Regions from separate parts of the Mus musculus genome. Here all the other regions are linked to region 3. Evidence: chromatin contacts called from public HiChIP or PLAC-seq data. All regions are on one chromosome and are shown on one strand. Each heading gives the region's core, a stretch centred on a gene start, on an enhancer-like site or on the middle of the called end of the contact. The rest is flanking DNA. Distances are from core to core; before and after follow the strand shown. Region 1 overlaps Gm35620 (a long non-coding RNA gene). Region 2 overlaps Gm15997 (predicted gene 15997). Region 3 holds the start of Hmgb1 (high mobility group box 1).

Region 1 (3,259 bases), core at 267-2,766, 260 kb before region 3:
CACCTCTTTGGAGGGGGTGGCTCTCTCAGCTGCAAGATACCTCAGAGACACGTCAGACATCACCGTTGTTCCTCCCAGAGACAACCCTGTGTGCTGTTCCCTGCACCCTGGATTTACATAAAAAAATACACTATAGAGTAGATCAAAATAGTCTGGAACTTCCTGAGCATTCAGGAGTGCCTATATAGATCTTCCTATTAGGCTGCCCAGCTATCTCCTCAGAGACACTTCCAGGCTTCGGAAACCTCCCATCTCTTTCTCTGTGAACCAGACTAGAGTTTGCAAGCCAGGTTTTATACCTATGGCTGGCTCTGTTTGGGTTCACCTGATAATCACTAGAGTCTCACTCTGTCATGTGTCTTCCTTCAGTGTTCATTCGTGGCCCACAGCAGATGGAGGAGGCATGCCATCCCTACCTGGACACTGTCATAAGTCCTCTCCTGGCTCGCTGTCCTTCAGAACATCACCATTGGCTATAAAAGCACAGTGAGAGCTTTTAACAATTGTGTCACTACTCTTGAGATGCCCACCCAGAGAAAATAACTAGCATCGACTGAGCACTTCCTATGCGAAAGAATTTATATTCTTTTCAATCCCAAAAGACAGGAATTTATTTTCCCTGTCATGGGCAAGGAAACAACGTATGTATCCTCAGCCAATCACAGGAATCAAGGCTCGGATGGCCAAGCCTGAAGACATCTGTCCTAGGGTTGCCCCGTAATGGATGAGCATCCTGGAAGATGGACTTTCAATCCTAAAACAGGATACAATTGGCTAACCCCGGAAGGAGCGTGGAGTCAGGCGTGGAGGCCTTGGACATCTCTTTCACGTAAGAACAAGCCACACTGCAGTTCTGGCTCCAGGACGGAGCAGGAAAAGGAGTCAAACAGGAACCTCGCACAGTGTGAAAATAGATATAAAGTCTTCCCATCATCAGAAAAACCCGGCTTCAGTTTCCAAGCCAGCACCCAGTGCAGGTCATAGAGGAGGAGACAGGCTTGGTTGGGGGACAAGATTTGACACTAGAGATTAGAGGGACACCTGGTTTTTCTTCTTTCTGTGAACCCAAGAAATCTAAAACTAGATGAATGTTTTGAGTATATTCCCACAGGTCTACAGGGTTTAGTGTCTGAACACACACTTCTCTGGGAAGTTTCAGGGTTCACATCCCCCTCTGGGGATGGAATCAGAGTCTTTGTTCAGAGCTGCCACCACCACCCCAGAAGCCCTTTGGAGGATAAAGAATGGACCCCCCCCCCCGCCGTTTTCTTCTGCTGCTTGTTTTTGGGGGGAGGAGGGGGACCTCACTCTTCTCCGGTTAGCTGGGATGTGTTCCAGTAGCCCATGTCCTAGTTGTCCACTTTGAACTTGAATGTACTACTCCACAGAAGCTGCTGAAACTGGGTAACTTTGTGCTCTAGAAGCCCAGCCCCCACTGTGTGACACCCCCCCCGCCAGGCTCTCTCTGCCGGGTGGGCTGGTGGGCTAGAGGGAGATGCTAACATTTCAGTGGTTCCCATGGCAGCATCTGAGAAGATGCTAGCCATGGCAGCTGAGGCAGAGTTCAGGAGACCCCAGAGAAGAACACTCTGTGAGCGGCTGGTTCCCATGGCAACTGCAGAGTGCCCCTGAGCAGCCAGGAACCTGTAACCAAGGCTAGGTCAGCCTTGAAAATCTAGAATGTCTGTGGCTGCAACCTGCAGCAGAACACCTTTCCAGGGTGGTATTTTTAGTACTGGCATGTCCTAAATAGCTGAGCTTCCAGTCCGTGAAAGCAGTCATCTCTCTCAGACTGAAGCTATTCATCTATCTGTAACAGAAAGAATTAGAATCTGTGGTGGTTTGCAATAAGTGCCCCTCACAGGCTTGGGTATGTGAACACCCCATCCCCAGATGGTGGCTCTGTTTTAGGAGGTGGGCAGCCTTGCTGGATAAAGTACAACAGTGGGAGTGGGCTCCGAGAGTTTATAGCCTTTCCCTCACATCCTCCTCACACACTCCGCTTCCTATGCAGATGAATTATGATCAGTCAGCTTCCTAGTCACGCCATTATACCATCCCTTCCCTGCCATGAGGAACCATAAGCTAAAATAAAACCTTTCTTTCTTAAGTTACTTTTGGTCACGTTACTTCCCCACAGGGGCAGAAAAGTAGCTAATAAGGTCTCTGCTGCAGTTAGGGTTTCATTGCTGTGAAGAGACACCATGAACAGATGGGAAGAAGGCTTAGTGGGCAAATAAATAAGTGGACAGATAGATGGATAACAATTTCTACTACAAAACACAGAAAGGACAGGATGTTCTAAATAGTGTTGATGGAGTCTAACCAAGATTCTGATGAAGTAGATAAATCCAGAAGATGGCTCATGTCAGTGACAATATCCTCTTTCTATATGCTGGCAGTCCCAGTCACATAGGAGAATTATAAAAGCAGACAAGGGACAAAGATGGAAGACCAGTGATTTAAGCAGCGGCTGATGCTGGAAATGCTTCTCACTCCTCCCAACCAGAACTAGGATGGCCACTTTAATAAATAAAAATATACAGAAACATTTGAATTTCAAATATGTGAATATCTATCTGTAAAATGCTAGGGACACATTTTAAATACAATCACTTTATTGCAATAAATTCACAAATGACAGCATCACTCAGCTAGATTAAGGTGCAGACACTAGCGTGTGCTCACCAAGGGCCACTGCTGTTGAGACTCAGGTCCTATTATCCGGTGTGCTTTGCCTCCTAACCACCAAGAGGGACAAGATCTCTGGAAACCCAAGTTGGCCTCTTTCCTTCATTGTGGAAAGTAGTCTAACTATAAAACATGGTGAGTCCGTAAACAGTAATGATCATTAGAGTCACAGAAACTAACCTTTGCCTTTTAGTCCACTGAGTCCAAAAGAAGATGTGCATCCAAGCTCCAGACCATTGTTTTACTGTGAAACATAAGATCTCATTCACAATAGGATTTACAAAATGGAGCCCAGGCGGCCTTTCTGCTTCCACCTTTGAAGGAAGTCTACGTGTTTTTTCCAAGATCCCTTAAAAAGCACTGGCCATGGGTAGTTCCTGTCACTCTGAAGAAGCTGATGGAAAGCAGTCTGTTGTCTGCTCAGAAGCCTGTTCAGTTTGGGCTTAGACATGTGGTTCTCACATGCTATGAATGAGAATGGATCTCACATGCTCACATAGCTGCATGCTTAAACCTCAGTTGGTGGAACTGTTTGGGAAGGATCAGGAGGTGTGGTCTTGTGGAAGGA
Region 2 (3,287 bases), core at 467-2,966, 440 kb before region 3:
GTGTCCTAGTGAACGTTAAAATTTTACCAGTTAGGGTGAGCCTCTAGCTGGGGATAGCTTAGTTGCTAGAATGGAGCTGGGCCTTGGAATTCTGTGGGTGGGCATCCAAAGAAGAGAGGAAGGATGTGGAGGCACCAGGGGCCTGGGGTGATTAGGGGTGTTCCAACAGCCAGGAAGTGGGTACCAAGCTGATGTAGAGGGATCTGAGTATGGCCCAAGGTTTTCACTGTGTCGTTGGTAGTAAGTGAACTCCTGGTATGCCTAGGGAGCCCAGCTTCAGATCTCTGCTATTGATTTGCCTGGGCGTGAAGGGTGCAGTCTGGTCTCTGCTTTCTTACCTTTTCAGCCCTCAGGCTCTGAGCCGGGTCTGCGTGATGCAGAGGCGTCCTCCTGTGCGTGGGCTCTTGGGAGCTGACCGAGTGGCTCCGCATTCTTTCTCGAGTGAGGCATTCCCGCAGCAGCCAGATAGGGGGCTCCACACTCGGAAGGCAGGGCTCCCCTGAAGGCTGAGGCCTTGCTGGCGATGTCTGAGCTCGAAGCAGCATAGGCGCCCCCAGGATAGCTGCTGGTTTCAGGATGCTGCGTGGACACCACACAGTTCCTTTAGGGGACTCTGAAGAACTCTGGGGTCCACCTAACCTCGCTTGTGCAACCCTCTGGGCAGCCTGGACAGCCACAACCGTAGATAGAACGCTTCACATTCAGAAAATGCTTTTGGGGATGTGGGGGCAGGGCTTCTACTGTCCTTGGCCAAGATAGGAAGCATAAGCACTGTGGGAAGGGTGGGAGGGAGGGTCGGCCCTAACCAAGTCCTCATAAACCGTTTCTGTTCTGACGGAAAATAATGAGGATGTGAGGATGGGTCAAGGCAAAATTCTGGGCAAAGGGAAGGATTGTGATCAAATAAATCAATAACAAAGTGAATCTGACATATATTTCATAGTTTTTATTGTAGTGAGTGAAAATTGGATATAAATGACCACATGTTTAAACGACAATCCTAATTACAGTTCATTTTGCCACAGTGTCACCGGATCCCCAGTGGTACCTTGGATGGCTGGTTCTCCCAGAGAGGGCTTGCATCTTAGAGAAACAGAGGCAGCGGTGGTTTGTCGACTTCTCTTGTGAAGCACGGAGCCCTTTAGGAATTTGTACTTAGAGTGATATCGGCTATGCCCCTGCTTAACCTACAGTGCAAAGATCTTGCTTGTTTATTTCTTGATAAATATATACTAGAAAAAAAGTTTTCTCTTTCGCTGCCCAACTAGGCAAGGAGTTTGTAATCCCATTCCTCCATTTCTTAAGAGACAAAAGATAGATCAGGAGACCTATGGAGAGGTTTTGCTTAGGCCTATCAGCCATAGCACGGTGTCCACTGGCCCTGTTTTCTAGTTAGAAACAAGCATGTCTCGCTGAGCTCTGTCTGAGGCTACACTGGGCACCTGAGCCATCTCTACCGGCTCTCAATGCCTTCTGACAGCCCATGGCTTGCCTAGCCACCCTCTGCGCATGCCTAGTCCGTAGAGACGCAGACACAAAGTATATCAAAGAAAGCTGGTGCAAGCAGGAGCTTAAAGAGCGCTAAGCAATTCAGACGCGAGCTAATCCAAATCATCACAGGGGTGCATTTGTGCGGCGGCCAGATCAGAGCCAACACGGGTGCCCTGGGCTCCCTAGAATCCTGTCTGCCGAATGTGCTTGCAAGGCTGGAAGACAGCAGCTTGCTTCAGATCATGAGCTGGCATGCCCTGGTTGCCCATGGCAACCCAGCTGCTCTGGAGTGCTAGCATTTGTAAATGTGTGTGGGCTTAAAATTGTATTATTGATTCCGTCTGAAAGACGATAGTCTGATTTGTATATAGCTCGGAATAAATTAATCATTATCCTTTATAGCCCAACAGAGTATGAATTTCCTTTTTTTCTTCTTCTTCTTCTCTACCTCGTGGTTTTACTTGAGAGACAGAAAAACACATCAGCAGATGTGAAATGAAATGTTTCCCATAACAACCACACCAGAGGAATCCACAGCCAGAGGACCCGCCTGGAGAGCTGTCCTGTATTACTGAATAAATAACAAATGGATCGGGGTGGGATGGAGCCAGCATCGGGGGCAACCTATTCTAAAAGGGCTGCAGGGTGTAGTTTAGACTACAATGAGATGCAGCTGTGGAAAGGGGGAACTACAGGTCTGCCCAGGCCTCCTCCTTGCTGGGGTTTCTCTTCTGTGCATGCTGCACATTCCTGGGCAGACTGAGGTATCGTTGCCCTAGTCCCTTCACCTTTGCTCTGTCCATGGTCCTTGCCAGTAACTCCGTGCGTCCTTCCATGAAAGGCATCATGCATTGCCCTTGACCGTGGCCTTGGCTCACTCTGACTAATTTGACAAAGTGGCAGAGAGCCAATTCTGAGAGGAGACTTTAAAGGACTCTGAGAGTTGTCCCGGGGTGCTTCTGCCACGCCCGTGAGAACACTGTACCTTCAGTGGGAATGCAAATGAGCACATGACAGACAGCCACCATCCCCACCAAAGGAGCCACCAGGCTCCTACTTGGAGAGTTCCCCAGCCTAGAGCAGTCAGTTACTCCTGCCAAGCTAAGGATACATACCCACTGCTGAATGCAACCAGAGTTTTGTGGATGCTTACTGACAGGCAGTAGCTGATGAACACTGTCCCCCACCCGTCTAATATTAGGGTCATCAGTGGTATGATATGTCTAATATTAGGGTTTGAATATGGTTTGTCCCCAAAGGTCCCATCTGCAACAGGATGATGGTGGGAAGTGTTACGGAACCTTTGGCTCCAGGGAAAGGTAACCACAGAGGAGTGTGGGTTTGCAAGAGTGTGCCTCCAGCTAGCCTCGGAAATTGGGGATTGCGTGCCGGTTTGGCAGCAGCCAGTTGTGGTGGTTAGACGACAGGGAATGTGAGCAGGTTCCGTGGCAATCGGACCATAGAAAGTTGAGCAGATGCCACATGGGGTTAGCCACGGAGGCAGCAAGACCGCCAGGCCCAGAGAGTAGCTATTTAAATTTTTTAAAATATTACATGAAACAGTCCTGTGCATGCTCCTGGCATGATCCTCTAGACCACGAGGTGATGAAGCCAAGGAGTGATCTTCCTTGAGCTGACACCATGGTTGAACATTATGCTGCTGTGAGCAGAATGGATTGCTTTAAGTCCTCAGAAGGTACTGTAAATACCATCTATCTTAGAGTGGACATGTCTACAGAATACCACCATCTTAAATGTGTGCCTTTTCTACCCTTCATCTTTCCACTCCTCAGTCA
Region 3 (3,258 bases), core at 534-3,033:
GAGTTACCGGCTTGCTTCCCCTGGCTTCCTCAGCCTGCGTTCTTTTAGAACCAGCCCAGGGATCACCCACAATGGGCTGAGCTGTCCCCCATTGATCACTAACTGACAAGCACTTAGAGCTGGATCTCATGGAGGCCTTTCCTCAACTGAGGCTCCTTCCTCTCTAATGACTCTAACTTGTGTCAAGTTGACACACAAAACCAGCCAGTACACCATCCCACCCAACAACTACTGTGTGTGTGCGTGTGTGTGTGCATGTGTGTTTAGTGTACTGTCCACTCATGCCAATGATATTCACGAGACCAAGGATATATTGTTAAAAAAAATGGCAATGGACATTAAAGCCACTGGCCAGAAAAGATAATCTAAACCTATTCCAGTAAGGATAATAAATTCGAGCAAATCCATTACATAATAGGGCCTCAGAAGTGGTATAGAAATGAAACCCAGAATCTATGACTTGGATGTTTTGACTTGGATCAAGTGCATTTTGGAGGAATTCTTTGTTTCTTAGTTGAGAAGTGTATAGGAGCCAGGATTTTAAAAAAAAAAAATGGGGGACATTTGTTTTGAAGTGAAGAGAGGTGCTGTGCTCACCAGAAAGAAAGAGCTGTTAGATTCATCAAAGATTGATGGAAGCCTGTGGCCTTTAGAGCCAGCCTGGCTATTTTTCTCTGCATACCTAAGAATGATCAGCCAACTTGAAGAGCAGGAAAAAGCATGGCCTGTGGGTTTGGGCCCAAGCACTCTCCGACTGCTTCTAATCCCTCAGGTAACAGTAGCCCTAAATGTCTGGTAACCCTAGAGCAGGTACATGTATGCACTAAGTGGTGTGATCGGAGGCAAGATAGCAATCACAAAGATTCATTTGATTCTAACAGTAATCCACACCGAGTCACAGAAAACAGCGTCTGTGTGTGTGTGTGTGTGTGTGTGTGTGTGTGTATGTGTGTGTATGGGGGTGGGGCAATGAGGTCTTTAAAGAACTTGCTAATTCTAGCTGGGCCCCCCCCCAAACATTTTCTGAGAACAGCCAGTATCAAACCCCAGTGGCTGTGCATTAATTCCCTGGTATAAGGCTTTGGTGTCCGGGAAGTTCAAAACAGTGCTTTGTGTCTCACCAAAAGGAAAAAAAAAAAAAAAGTTCGAGAAGTACTGGGGGAAACCCGAGCAAACCCAGAAGAAGGGGTGCAACTGGACGCCTGCTGGCGGGTGCAGACTAGGCTTCTGGGCAGGGTGGGCACGTTAGGCGGGCAGTCCCGGGGAGGGGTGTCTTGTGGTGGGCTGCAGCAGCACGGCCGTCCCGGAGCCCGCAGAGGCCCCCGTGTTTGGGCCACAGGCCCCCCCGAGCAGTCACCCCACTCGGGGAGGCATCCCCAAGCACGGGCCGCACATCCCAACGGCTCGGGGCGGGAGCGTGGAGCGGGAGGGGGGGCGGGCCTGCGGGGAGGCGCCCGGGCCTGGGGACGCAGCCGTGGCTGCGGCGGAGCCGGGCCCTGGCCGCGCGCGCCGCGGCTCGGGCGTGGGGCTGGCTCGGGGCAGGCGCAGGCACAGAGACACCATAGAGCTCCGCTTTCCCGTAGCAGCTGCTGCCTCTGCCGCTGCCTCTCCCGCCTCAGCCTCTCGGCCCGGCACACACACACACATTCAGATTTGCGCGCTGTTTCAATCCTCGGTGACGTGTCCTCGCAGACAGCCAATGGCGCGCGGGCTCTGGTCAGGACAATGGGAGGGAACGGGCCAATGAACGGGCCTGGTGAGTTGGCGGTAGCCAATAGGAGGCGCGCTGGCTGGAGAGTAATGTTACAGAGCGGAGAGAGTGAGGAGGCTGCGTCTGGCTCCCGCTCTCACAGCCATTGCAGTACATTGAGCTCCATAGAGACAGCGCCGGGGCAAGCGCGAGCCGGACGGGCACTGGGCGACTCTGTGCCTCGCGGAGGGTGAGTGCGGGGCGGCGCGGCGGCGGGGAGAGCGCCTCGGGTAGCCTGGTCGCCTGCGCGGCGGCCGGATCCCCGCGGCCCGGAGCCGGCGGGTCAGGCTCCACACAAAGGCAAATGAGGGGGGACCGTGGGGGGAACTGCGCACGGAGCGAGGCTCCGCCGGCCGCTGCCGCGAACGCTGCCCCGCGCCGTGCCGCGCCGAGCGGAGCCGAGCCGAGTCGCGGGGCCTCAGGCGGCCGCCACTTCACACCCGCGGCGCCGTCCGCGCTTCACTGGCGCAAAAAAAAAAAAATTTTTTTTTTGTTTTGTGTCTGCCTGTGTGTGTGTTCGTGTTCCGGATTATTTAAAAAAAATTTTTTTTCCCCAAAACGTGTTTGTGGCCCCCAGGGCCGAGCGTTTCGGGCAGGCGGCGTGCGCGGAGCGAGCGAGCCGGCGGGCAGCGGCGCTTCCCCGCTGTATGGGCGGCCGCGGCGGGGAGCGCGGGGCGGCGGGCGGGGCGCCGCTGCGGGCGAGGGCGGCCGCGGGTGGGCCGGGGGCGGCCGTGCGGGGCGGCTCGGGCCGGGTGAGGCGGCGGGCGAGCGGGGCGGCCGTGTGGGGGGGAGCGGCGCCGCTGCGCTCGCTGGAACATGGCTGACTCGGCCGGGCGCTGCTGGCTGGAGAGAAAACAAGGCGGGCGGGCGGGCGGGGGAAGCTGGGCGCAGCAGTTCTGAGGCAACTTTTTTTTTTCCCCCCCTCTCTCCTCTCGCTCCCCTCTCTTCCTCTCCTCTCTCTCTCTCTCAGTCTCTCTCTCTCCCCGGCCCCGCGTTCTCCGTGCGGGGGCGGCGGGGCGCGCGGAGGGAGACGGCGCGGGGGCCGCGGGGGGAGGGGAGCCGCGCGCCCCCCGCCCCTCCCCCGCCGCCATGGCGAGTGCGCCAGCGCCCCGCCCGCCCGCCGCGCGCCTCGGTCTCCTCGCACACTCACACACACATACACACACACACACACTCACACGCGCGCACACACAAAGGGAAGGAGCCATATTCTCGCTCGCGCTCGCCCTCGCGGCGGCGGCGCAGGCGGGGAAGACGCGCAGCGGCCATTCCGTGCGCCCGGCCCTGGCGGCCGCGGGCGGAGCCAGCCCCCATTTCGAGCGGCGGGGCTTCTTCTCTCCTTGCTCCGGGGCCCGACAAAATGGGGGCGGCGGCGGCGCGAGCCTGCGTGCGGCCTTCCGGGCGCACGTGGCGGCCTCGGGCCCGCCCGGAGCCGCAGCCCCCCTCAACCTCGGGCCAAGTTGGGAGGGCGGAGAATCAATCCTGCCCGCGCGCGCGCCAGGGCACCC

The links. HiChIP or PLAC-seq counts read pairs in DNA pulled down with a chosen protein or histone mark.
Region 1: an H3K4me3 HiChIP or PLAC-seq map of forebrain shows a contact between it and region 3, with 4 times the contacts expected there. The contact joins the enhancer-like site here to the promoter of Hmgb1 in region 3. A contact is called at or near these places in 19 of 39 promoter capture datasets (the 3T3-L1 cell line, 3T3-L1-derived adipocytes, the C10 cell line and 12 more), 11 of 484 Hi-C or Micro-C datasets (the HPC-7 cell line, bone marrow-derived macrophages, cranial neural crest and 8 more), 34 of 115 datasets of contacts at active chromatin or transcription factors (the 230-238 cell line, DN3 thymocytes, the SCID.adh cell line and 24 more) and 3 of 9 other capture datasets (liver, macrophages and pancreatic islet).
Region 2: an H3K4me3 HiChIP or PLAC-seq map of forebrain shows a contact between it and region 3, with 5 times the contacts expected there. The contact joins the enhancer-like site here to the promoter of Hmgb1 in region 3. A contact is called at or near these places in 2 of 39 promoter capture datasets (the 3T3-L1 cell line and hippocampal neurons) and 4 of 115 datasets of contacts at active chromatin or transcription factors (the SCID.adh cell line, embryonic hindbrain, embryonic midbrain and 1 more).

What each region holds. Positions count from the first base shown.
Region 1 is chr5:149,315,463-149,318,721 of GRCm38.p6, reverse strand. Gm35620 (a long non-coding RNA gene) reads left to right here. Exons shown (of 2, transcript XR_377267.3): 2 at 370-2,114. Among named protein-coding and RNA genes, the nearest start is that of Gm35620, 5.5 kb to the left of the region's middle. Within about 2 kb of position 1,516, at least 14 of the 459 cell types and tissues checked have an H3K27ac peak or open chromatin away from gene starts, as enhancers often do. A contact at or near this core is called in forebrain, where this site is marked.
Region 2 is chr5:149,487,665-149,490,951 of GRCm38.p6, reverse strand. It overlaps Gm15997 (predicted gene 15997), which reads left to right. Exons shown (of 5, transcript NR_045423.1): 5 at 1,026-1,896. It also overlaps a transcript of Wdr95 not described here. Among named protein-coding and RNA genes, the nearest start is that of Wdr95, 39 kb to the left of the region's middle. Within about 2 kb of position 1,716, at least 90 of the 459 cell types and tissues checked have an H3K27ac peak or open chromatin away from gene starts, as enhancers often do. A contact at or near this core is called in forebrain and hippocampal neurons, where this site is marked.
Region 3 is chr5:149,051,582-149,054,839 of GRCm38.p6, reverse strand. It overlaps Hmgb1 (high mobility group box 1), which reads left to right and starts at 1,783. Exons shown (of 5, transcript NM_010439.4): 1 at 1,783-1,940.